2 separate regions of the Anas platyrhynchos genome follow, and region 1 is linked to region 2. Evidence: chromatin contacts called from public Hi-C data. All regions are on one chromosome and are shown on one strand. The core of a region is the stretch at or near the end of the contact, and the rest is flanking DNA. Distances in the headings are between cores, read along the strand shown.

Evidence for each region. Hi-C and Micro-C count contacts between places; a contact is called where the count stands out from the background.
Region 1: a contact with region 2 is called in a Hi-C map of skeletal muscle, with 2.5 times the contacts expected there. The contact joins the promoter of TMEM241 here to the enhancer-like site in region 2. A contact is called at or near these places in 2 of 8 Hi-C or Micro-C datasets (liver and skeletal muscle).

The regions. Positions count from the first base shown.
Region 1 is chr2:54,985,465-54,990,167 of IASCAAS_PekinDuck_T2T, forward strand. TMEM241 (transmembrane protein 241) reads right to left here and starts at 3,177. Exons shown (of 15, transcript XM_072034791.1): 1 at 3,018-3,177; 2 at 1,510-1,556. The coding sequence starts at 3,089.
Region 2 is chr2:54,933,464-54,937,978 of IASCAAS_PekinDuck_T2T, forward strand. No RefSeq gene overlaps it. Among named protein-coding and RNA genes, the nearest start is that of TMEM241, 53 kb to the right of the region's middle. Within about 2 kb of position 1,573, at least 1 of the 8 cell types and tissues checked has an H3K27ac peak or open chromatin away from gene starts, as enhancers often do.

The DNA.
Region 1 (4,703 bases), core at 1,927-4,426, 54 kb after region 2:
ATTAACAGGTATAGAAATGGGTTTATTGATTATTCCCATTCACTCCAATAAGCAATTATTTTAAAAAATCTCTCATGCACACATAAATTGACAATTGTTTGCTATTTGCAGCATTACCTACAATTAGACGCTGTCAGAGCAGACATTGTCCATAAAGATACGATGAAGGTTCAACACTGCAATCACAGCTCAGTTGACTTTTTTCAGATGTGAGACTTTTCAGAGCTTAAAAGCCAGATTCCCCTCTTGTTTGCTGCAGGCTCAATCATGCTCTATATTCCAAACCACCGATGAATTCCCATCAACTTTACATGAATAATTTTATATCATCTCATATTTTGAAGGACAGAATTTGAAGCCTGTAATAATTTCCTATCCTCAGCACTACTGTCATATTCTCTTACATTGTAGAGGGAACAAAAGCCACAAACAGTAATGACATGAAGCGGGCCTAACACTCTTGCCCCTCTGTTCACCTACCTGAGCACTAAATGAAAGCACACCCGAGTCACTTAATTTTCAAGGAATGGTCACTTTTAAAAAGCAGAATTACTGAGATGCATCTCAGATGCATTTCCAAATAACAGGAAAAAGGAAGTAACTGTGGTAACACAGATACCATAAAGCAATTCCTTGTCATTGGGCATATGGTTTCTTACTGTTGACTTACCACACTCATGTTTGACATACATTACACAAGATCCTTTCCCCATATGCTAAAAGCCTTGTCCAGGAGCCTGTGTGTTTACTGAAGGAAGCATTCATTGTGTATGGAGCTGAGTATACTCAGAGAAAATGGAGATTGCCAGGTGAATTATTCCTAGAGTCAATTACAGCCCTGGAGCTGCAAGTCAGGCAAAAATGTTTTCGAACAGTAAAGGAATTAAAGATATCCAACATCTGTAGATTTTACCAGCGTCTCAAAAGAACGAAAGGGAGAAGTCTTGAATGTAAGAGGAGAGAATTTCACTAACTGTCTCACAAATTATTAACAGTACTGATGGTCTATGAATACTTGGGAAAGCATTAAATTTTTCATTACTGTCATTAAGGTATCATAAGGACTACACAGCTAATACACAGCTACAACAAATGCCAAGCATGAAAATAAGCAGCACTGTATTTGTGTATGCCTAAAGATGGGTTTAAGGTCAGTTTTCACTAGCACAATAAAAAAAGAATACACCAAATCTGCCTGTTATCCATGAGAGCCATATCCCATGAAGACGGGCTATACTATTACTACTTTTCTATGCTAAAGCATAAAACTTCCATGAAAAACAAAAAATTATGGGGTCTATATATCCTAATTACATTACCATCATTATGTTTAAAAGTTAACCAAGACAAGTTAATGTCTGTTTTACCAAGATTTCATGAAGTTCGTTCTCTGGACAGCAACAGCCAGTAACAGCATGAAGTACCCAAGTTGGCTTCAGCATGGAACAGCAGGACATTTACCGATTAAAGTCATTTTTCAAACGATTGTATTCTTAAAATGGTACTTACCCTTGAAAAAGGGTAGGGTAGGTAAATTTCAGGACAGACAGGACATACTGGAAAACAAACACCAAATTAATGGACGTCAAACATCCACGGAGCTATAACGTTAACAAGCAATTACAAGAGCAACAAATACAAGAAGCCCCTACTGAAATAAAGAAACATAAAAAAAAAAAATAAGAGACAGTCTGAACATTCTCTGTAACTTCTTTTCCTGTGTCAGAACTGCTTGATGTTCCCCCAGTCGCTGTGGAAGGTAGTAGACACTGAAGTTCGTGAGGCACAGAGCAGACACACTGAACACTGGAGAGAAGGATGCCTACCGAGTTGCTCTTTTACTTGCTGAGCACACGGCACACTTTGCACTGAACGGGAAAAGGACGTACAGGAACAAAAAGATACAAGGACTTGTCCATTAAAATCATATCATACCACAGAGGCAAGCTTTGGCAGGATTAAGACCGCTAACTTTGAGATAATTTTCTCCTGATGATTAATCCATCTGTACCTAACGCTGCTCACCCAGTTTTGTGTAAAACATGAAGTAGTCCATAAAGCCCATCGGAGATGTAATACACTGCACAGATATGGAAGTAGGCTTTGTGTCTTTGCTTTAGCATGCTTTGTTAGGGTCCCTGCGTATGGATGTTCACGTTTTTTCCCCACATACATATGCATCTATGAGACAGAAATGCATTGGCCTTTCCATACATAAACCAGGATCTAACAACTACCTGTGATAAAGAACACGGACGCTATCTGTGCACAGGAGAAGAACGACTGGAGCTTCCTCAGTAGAAAGGAAAGGGACCTGCCATTCCCTCCAGGAGCCAGCAGCAGCTGTCAATGAACACGAGATGCCAAAAGCTTTCAGCAGAGACAAAACCGCACTGAGCACTTGGCAAAATGACTTTTAGAGGTGGTGGCAGCGTGTTACTGAGAAACTGGCATCAATACACACTGAGATAAGGCACGCTGGCTCACAAGGGGTTGTGTTAGGCACAGATTTGTCAGAAGTAGCAATTGGTTTTTAAATCGGGAGGGTGTAACTGTGCAAGTCCATACCCCCACTTCCATTTATATGTCATCTGGGGAAAATGGAAGGTGTATATTCTGATTATCTTCAGCCTCATTATGTTAAAACCTACTCAAAAGTTTGAAAACAGAGGCCCTACATCAAAGCTCTTCCAGCTTCCTCTGAGTTAAGCCAAGCATCTTTTCCAACACAGGAGGCAGCCCGGCAGCTGCTGCAGCCCCTTTCTGCTTCCCCAGCCAACACCCCTCCTTCAGCAGATTCGGTAGGAGCAACATCTCCTCCTAGGAGCTCTGCTTCACCTCTGGACCCCGATCTACCTCTACTTAGCGGGGTTCCCGGCTACCACCCCCTCGCCCCCCATTTCGTGAGGCGAAGGGGCCGGGAGCCGGGCCGCCAGCCGCCACGTGTCCCGGGGCCCCGGCTTCAGCCTCCGCCGCCTCCCCGGTCTACTCCGGGCTCCCCTTGCGGAGCAGCTCACCTTGTTGGTGAAGCAGGACGCCAGGTAGAAGAGGCAAAAAGCCAGCCCGCCCGCCGGCCGCTTCAGGTACATCGGGCACCGGCCCAGGCGCCCGCGGCGGCCATGGCGGGGCAGCGGCCGCTCCCCGCCGCGCCTCCTCCTGAAGGGGGCGAGGCCGCCATGAGCGGGGCGGCGCTAACATCAATTGCAAGCTTATTATGACAAATTTTTCGTTTTGGTAATTGCCATTCCTTGCACTTAAGGAATGCACTCTTTCTGTGACACCTCTGGGCTCACAGAGATGCAGCCCAGAGACAAAATCTGCCTCCACTCCCCGCTTCTGACAAGCTCCGCTCCCCACTTCTTCCAGCTTCAAACATCACACTTACAAATCTACTATTAAACGTATCAGCCCACCTTTTTGCCCTTGTTTGGCTAAATTGAAGCTGAATGGAGGTGTAATCTGTGGGATTTTCTCTTTCAGTGTTCTGTGTGGAATGAAAAGCAACACTTTTGAGGAAAACAACAACAACAACATATTACGGATAGAATTACGTTTTGTGTTCTTGACCTGCTTGGTTTTTAGTCATCACTGTGATGACAAACTGAGAGCATCATCAAGAGAAATTAACATCTGTAGTTAGGGAATATGTGATAAGATTTTTTTTTTTGCTTTAAAAAATAAACTGTTTTTGCTAGTGTGCATTTAACTCAAGGATTTGACAAACATGAAATATTCAAAAAACTCCTACTTTACAACACAAATTTCCTTTCCAGTTTTCTAAATATCCAAGTGGCTTTCCAGTAAAAATAGGAAAAAAAAAAAAAAAAAAAGACTTCTCATTTATGTGGTGAAAAATTAATCATTTGGGGTACTTTTCAGTAAAGAAAAGCTAACAGATCTTTTGGGACTTCTTTTATTGTAAACCAGAAAAAAAGCAGAATAATGTTTCTTATATCTGCAGTTACAGCACACATTCCAGAAAACAGTTAAGAGAACAGCCATTTTGTTGGAAAAAAAATAATAGCATATCTTAACAAACACAAATTGCTTCCCTTATATTTAATTTTAGCTGTAATATTTGAACGTTATGTTTGTTCAATGACAAGCTTTATGGTAAAATACATTATGGGAATGCTCAACATGAGATATCTGTGTGTTCTCTGCCTTCGGCAGCTCGAGATATTTAATGGTAAGTCATTTCACAAACTGTAGCCTGTATTGCTTAACTTACACTGTTGGGAGATACTCATTTAGTGAACCTACCTAGAGGGAAAAAAAAAAAAAAAAGTAGCAAATAATTGCAAACAGCTAGATTTTACAGCAGTACTTATGCACAGCGGTGACGTGTAAACTATAAATACCCCAGGGAGGCAGAGAAGCAGTGGATGACGTGTCCTACCTAGTCCTGGGCGTTCTTGTATCACATCACAGGTCAGCCGTGCTCTTGCCTGATCAGCAATCCCCTACCTGTGCTGTTCTCATCTTGACTTTGCTCACGTAATGCAAAGTACAGGGTCTCTCTGTACATGTGCACCCTGTTTTTGAAGAAAGCAGCACAAATAAGGGAGTGGTGAGCATGGCCTAAATTGGAGAGAGAGAAGGAAAACTAACAGGTAGAGCAAGGGCAAATCCATCCCATGGTATGAGCCCGTCTAACCTGCTAAGTTGAGCCTCAAAAGGCAAAGTCAGAGCTCAAGGGCCTC
Region 2 (4,515 bases), core at 323-2,822:
AGAAAACAATGGGAGTCTGTGGTTTCTGTTGATATTTTCTGCTGGCAAACAAAGAAGCCCGACTGTATTTTTAGTTTAAAAAGATTAAAAAAAAAAAAAAAAAAAGTCAACAACAACAAAAAATGTAGTAACACAGTATCTACAAAGTTTTAAAAAGCCAGATAAAAGGCTTTTATTTCTAAACTGCTCTCATCCCACTCAGAATGGGATGACAAAAATGACTGAGTTGTTGCCATCCAAGCTGGATTACCCGTCGGGAGCCTGCTGCCTCCTCGTCCTGCCCCGCTTCCCAGCGGGGTCTCTGCAGAGCGATGCCTCCAGCTGAAGGGCTGAACCCCAGGCACCTTCCTCACGTCCCCTCACTTCTGTGGGTGAGAGCACAGCCTGCGAGGCAGTCAGCTCCGTGTGATCAACCTGCCACGAGCAGGGTTTTTCGTTGGGAAAGGTCTGGAGAGAAGGGGTGGAAGGGGCCATCGCCACATTTGTCCACGTGAGCATCCCTAGAGGAAGAGGGAGAACCGAGGCGTGTTGAAAACATGCCCACCTAAAGAAAGGAGAACTGAAACAGTGACTACCCACGCACTATCATCATTCATTTCCTCTTAAAAAAGGCAATCTCCTTCCTAAGAGGGTACTGAAGCACGGCTGAACTACGACCGCCAGCAACCTACCTTCTGCTTTCTAGGCCGAAAGGGAGCTGGTGGTACAGACCTCCAGCTCTATGCCCTGACCTCCCGTGATGCAGCCCACAAACTAACTGCTCCGTAGCTCTTTGTAGACCACAAGCATCTTAAAGAACCATTAAAGCACTCATTTCAGATGGACAAAGTCCAGCACATTTCTAAACATCAGTAGTTTTTTTTTGCAACCTCTCTTCTGGTGTGAGCAGTTTTCTAGCCAAAACTAGACCAATTCAAGCAAAAGCAAGCCATTTAAATATACATCTTTCAGATGCACATCATTGAAGAGCTGCATCCAGAGGGCTTCTGAGAGCTCAATATTTAAGGCCTTCTCCTGGAGGAGCATCCTCCCAGCCATCCTGAAACACCTTTCTCTGGTGAGGAGCGCAGACTGGAAGCCAACTAGGAGCTGGCGTATTTCTGTGGGTAAAGATTACAATTCCCACAAAGACGAGACCAGGACTGTAAGGTGCTCTTTTTTTTAATTTTTTCCTTTTGGTTCACCTTGTCTTATTTGAATAAACCCATGGATAAGCAGGTAGATGTTGGTGCGGTGCAGGGAGCTGGGGCTGGCTGACTCCTTCGTACGCGGCATCCGGAGCTGCAGTCCCCACCCTCTGCCTGATTTATTTTAAAAGCCTGCTGCGTCCATTAGTGGAAAGTTGGACTCTGTTCAGGCTGCGATGGTGTCCATGGACAGGAAAATGGAAAGTTTCAGATTAAAGCTGCGGGAGGCCAGGAAGAAAAATATCTGGTGAATTTAATCGATGGCGGCAACGCGATTATTGTGGACGAATGTTAAAGAAATGGCAGTCTGTGACCCAGAGCAGATCCTTAGCTGGAAAGATAAAGGAGGGCAGCATGAAAGCCTGCAAGGCCACAAGGATGAGAAGCTGAAATGTTCCTTACCAGCGGGAAGGTCAGGCACTTTGCTGAGCTAATCTTTTGAAGGTGTAGGAGAGGCCAGCTCTCACTGTGTCATTCCGTTCGCTAACCATCCAAGTTATTCTCCCTCTCCTTAATTTCTTGAAGATCTGAGACATACCTGATGACACACAGGCATCCCCACTGCTTTTGTTCTCAGCAGAAGGTGGCAGGAGTCCCAGCGATATCATCCTGTGGTCTCATTGAACTAAACAGCTGAGCAGAGGGAAGAAGTCGTAGCAGCAACCCGTGCTGAAGGCCTTGCAGACACTGGGGGAGCCCATCGAGGCACCTGGGTGCCCTGGAAACCCCGGGGCTGCATCCAGAAAATCAGCAAATGGACTTCTCAAAGTGCAAATGATCTCAGATCCTACCAAGGGGATCTTTAATGGGGAAAAAAAGGTGAATAAACAGCTGGCAAAGAAGGCAGAATTCCTGCTCTTAAAGCAACTGATTGATTTTGTATTATCCTCATATATTTCTTTTTCCAGTTAACTGGGTAGCAATGAGCCAGAAAATTTAAAAAAATATTTATTTTTAGTGTAACTGTAACTATATTGATTTACATGAGGCTACCATAGGAAATAGGAAGAGAGGAAACCAGTATGAAGGAAAGGGAAAAGGGAAAAACACCCCCAAACTCCAAAACTTTAGAGAATGTTACCACTGAAATCCCATGCATGCCATGGGCTCACTCTACTGTTTGTCTTTAAACCATCACCTGGAAAATGACGTCAGAATCCTATAGCAGGGGCGTGCTTTTGGAGCGGTCAGAAATATTTCGGAGTACTTTGGACCCTGCTATTGAGGTGAGACAGCCACACTGCCAGCTCACGAAAGAAATCATCGTGAAGAGATTTCACAAAGTCTCTCGGGGAAGGAGACCAACAGAAAAGACACCAGAGGCTCTTTGAGAGTGCATTTCCTTCTCTTTTTTTCCCCTAAAAGCCATAAACCTTTACAGTCTTCACCTTTGGATGAAAGGGCTACGGGGAAGGGCAGCTGGTGCTGTCCATTTCCTGGCACTGCTTGGAGCCTGACAGCTGCAGGAGGTGAAGGGTGTATCGTGACCGACTGGGAAGCAGATTCAACGTGCATCATTTTAGGAGGCGCCGTGGTTTATTAACTTGCAGTGGTTTATTGAATCACGTCGTGACAGGCTGGCGTTTCCTCTTGTTGAGGAAAGTCGCAGCGTTTCCCCGGCAGTCGCGCTTACGGCCCCAGATGCTGGGAGCCAGAGGTTACGCAGCAACACCCCCGCTGCTGTCCCCTGCGTTCGCTCCTCTAAAATCAACTTTCCGTGATTTCAAAGAGGACTTTGAGCCAGAAACGGTGCCCTTGTGTCACATTTCCATAAACAAGAAAAATTAAAAAAAAAAACACAAGAGAGACTTTGAACCAGAAGTGGCGCCCCTGTGCCCCGTTTTCGTAAACGAGAAAAATAAAAAACACACGAGAGATTTGGAAGGGAAGGGGCAGTAGCTTTCTAGCTTTTCCACCCATTTCTGTATCGGGAGGATGAGGGTTCCCCCATCACCGCTTCCAGTGGCACTGCCCTGCAGCGCAGCGCCTGCCCTGCTGAAGCAGACCACTTCTCTCTGCAGGTCTCAGAACCGCAGAGGGTTTGGTTTATGGCTTTGTTTGTTTGCTTTAAGCTGACAGAAAACGATACAGACAAGGCTTTTTCCATCTGAGAGGCTGCAGCAAGCGACTCGCCCATAGGACGTGCCTGTTCGCAGCACTGCGACACGGCTGAGCCACGCGGGCTTGCGTTGTGTAAGGCTCTCGAGATTTATTTCCTTTGGTTACAGCCCATCAGGTCTTGAGGCTACGGCCATCGGTGTCAATCCCCACGTGGTCTGTTCTTCTTCCTCATCATCAACAACCAGCCCACGGAGCGCCCATGCTGAAGACAGGGCGCAGAAACGAGTGCAAGAAGGGAAGAAAAGTTGCCGTGATGGAATTTGTAGCTTCTGTGTCTGTCCAGCATCCGAAGCCTCTGAACAAAAATGGAGACACTAAATGAAAAAAAAAAAACAGCAAGGAAGGGGAACACTCCCACCCCAACAACCAAGAAACCCATCCTTTTCTCCAGTATTCTCCCCAAACAGCCACTTTTCTAGCAGAAAACAGAGCTTACACAAGGCCAAAGCACAGCTCTCAAAGGGTTATGCTCCTCACACGAGGCAATTACCATGGAAATAGTTACACAACCCTCGTGGGCTGCTTTAATCGCTTTCTGGGACTAAACAGCCATGTATTTGTAATGGGCCCTAATCAAAAAAGAAAGAAATAAGCAACACATTTTCAGGAGAAAATCTCTTCCCATTTTATCTCCCGGCACAAAACTATTCCGACCTGTGCTTTTGCCAGTCCTGCCCCCGGTCTCCTTCCCCTGACCCACACCTGGTCTCTCTATGCCGCCCCAGCAGATCATACGAGCCTCACCATGAACCAACTAAGCAAGATAAGATCAAAAAGGTACCGCATGATTCAGCACTATCCCTGCCAGAGTGGTTTGATCCGAAGCAGCAGACGTGAAAGCAGCGTGATGAGGCAGCCACCAGAGATCCGCTTGCCCTCGGGACGAGCAGCACAGCCCCATCCCTCTCTGGTCCCACGCGCTGGTGGCCCAAGAGGTGCTGAGCCTGCAGATGGTTCCTGAGGTGACAGAGACTGGAAAAAATGAGGTTTGTCACCAGCTCAATTACAGGACCACTGCTATGCGTTTAGGAATCAACATCCTTGCGCCTGTGCTCCTTCAGATCTTTGTTTTGTGGTATCTTTGACTAGAAAAAAAAAAAAAAAGCCAATTCGATGTAAATACTCTGCCTTTTGTTGGCTAAATTACTGATCATAACTGTTAGCAAGTCTCGTGACAGCAACCTTAGCTTTGAACTTCAGAGGTTTC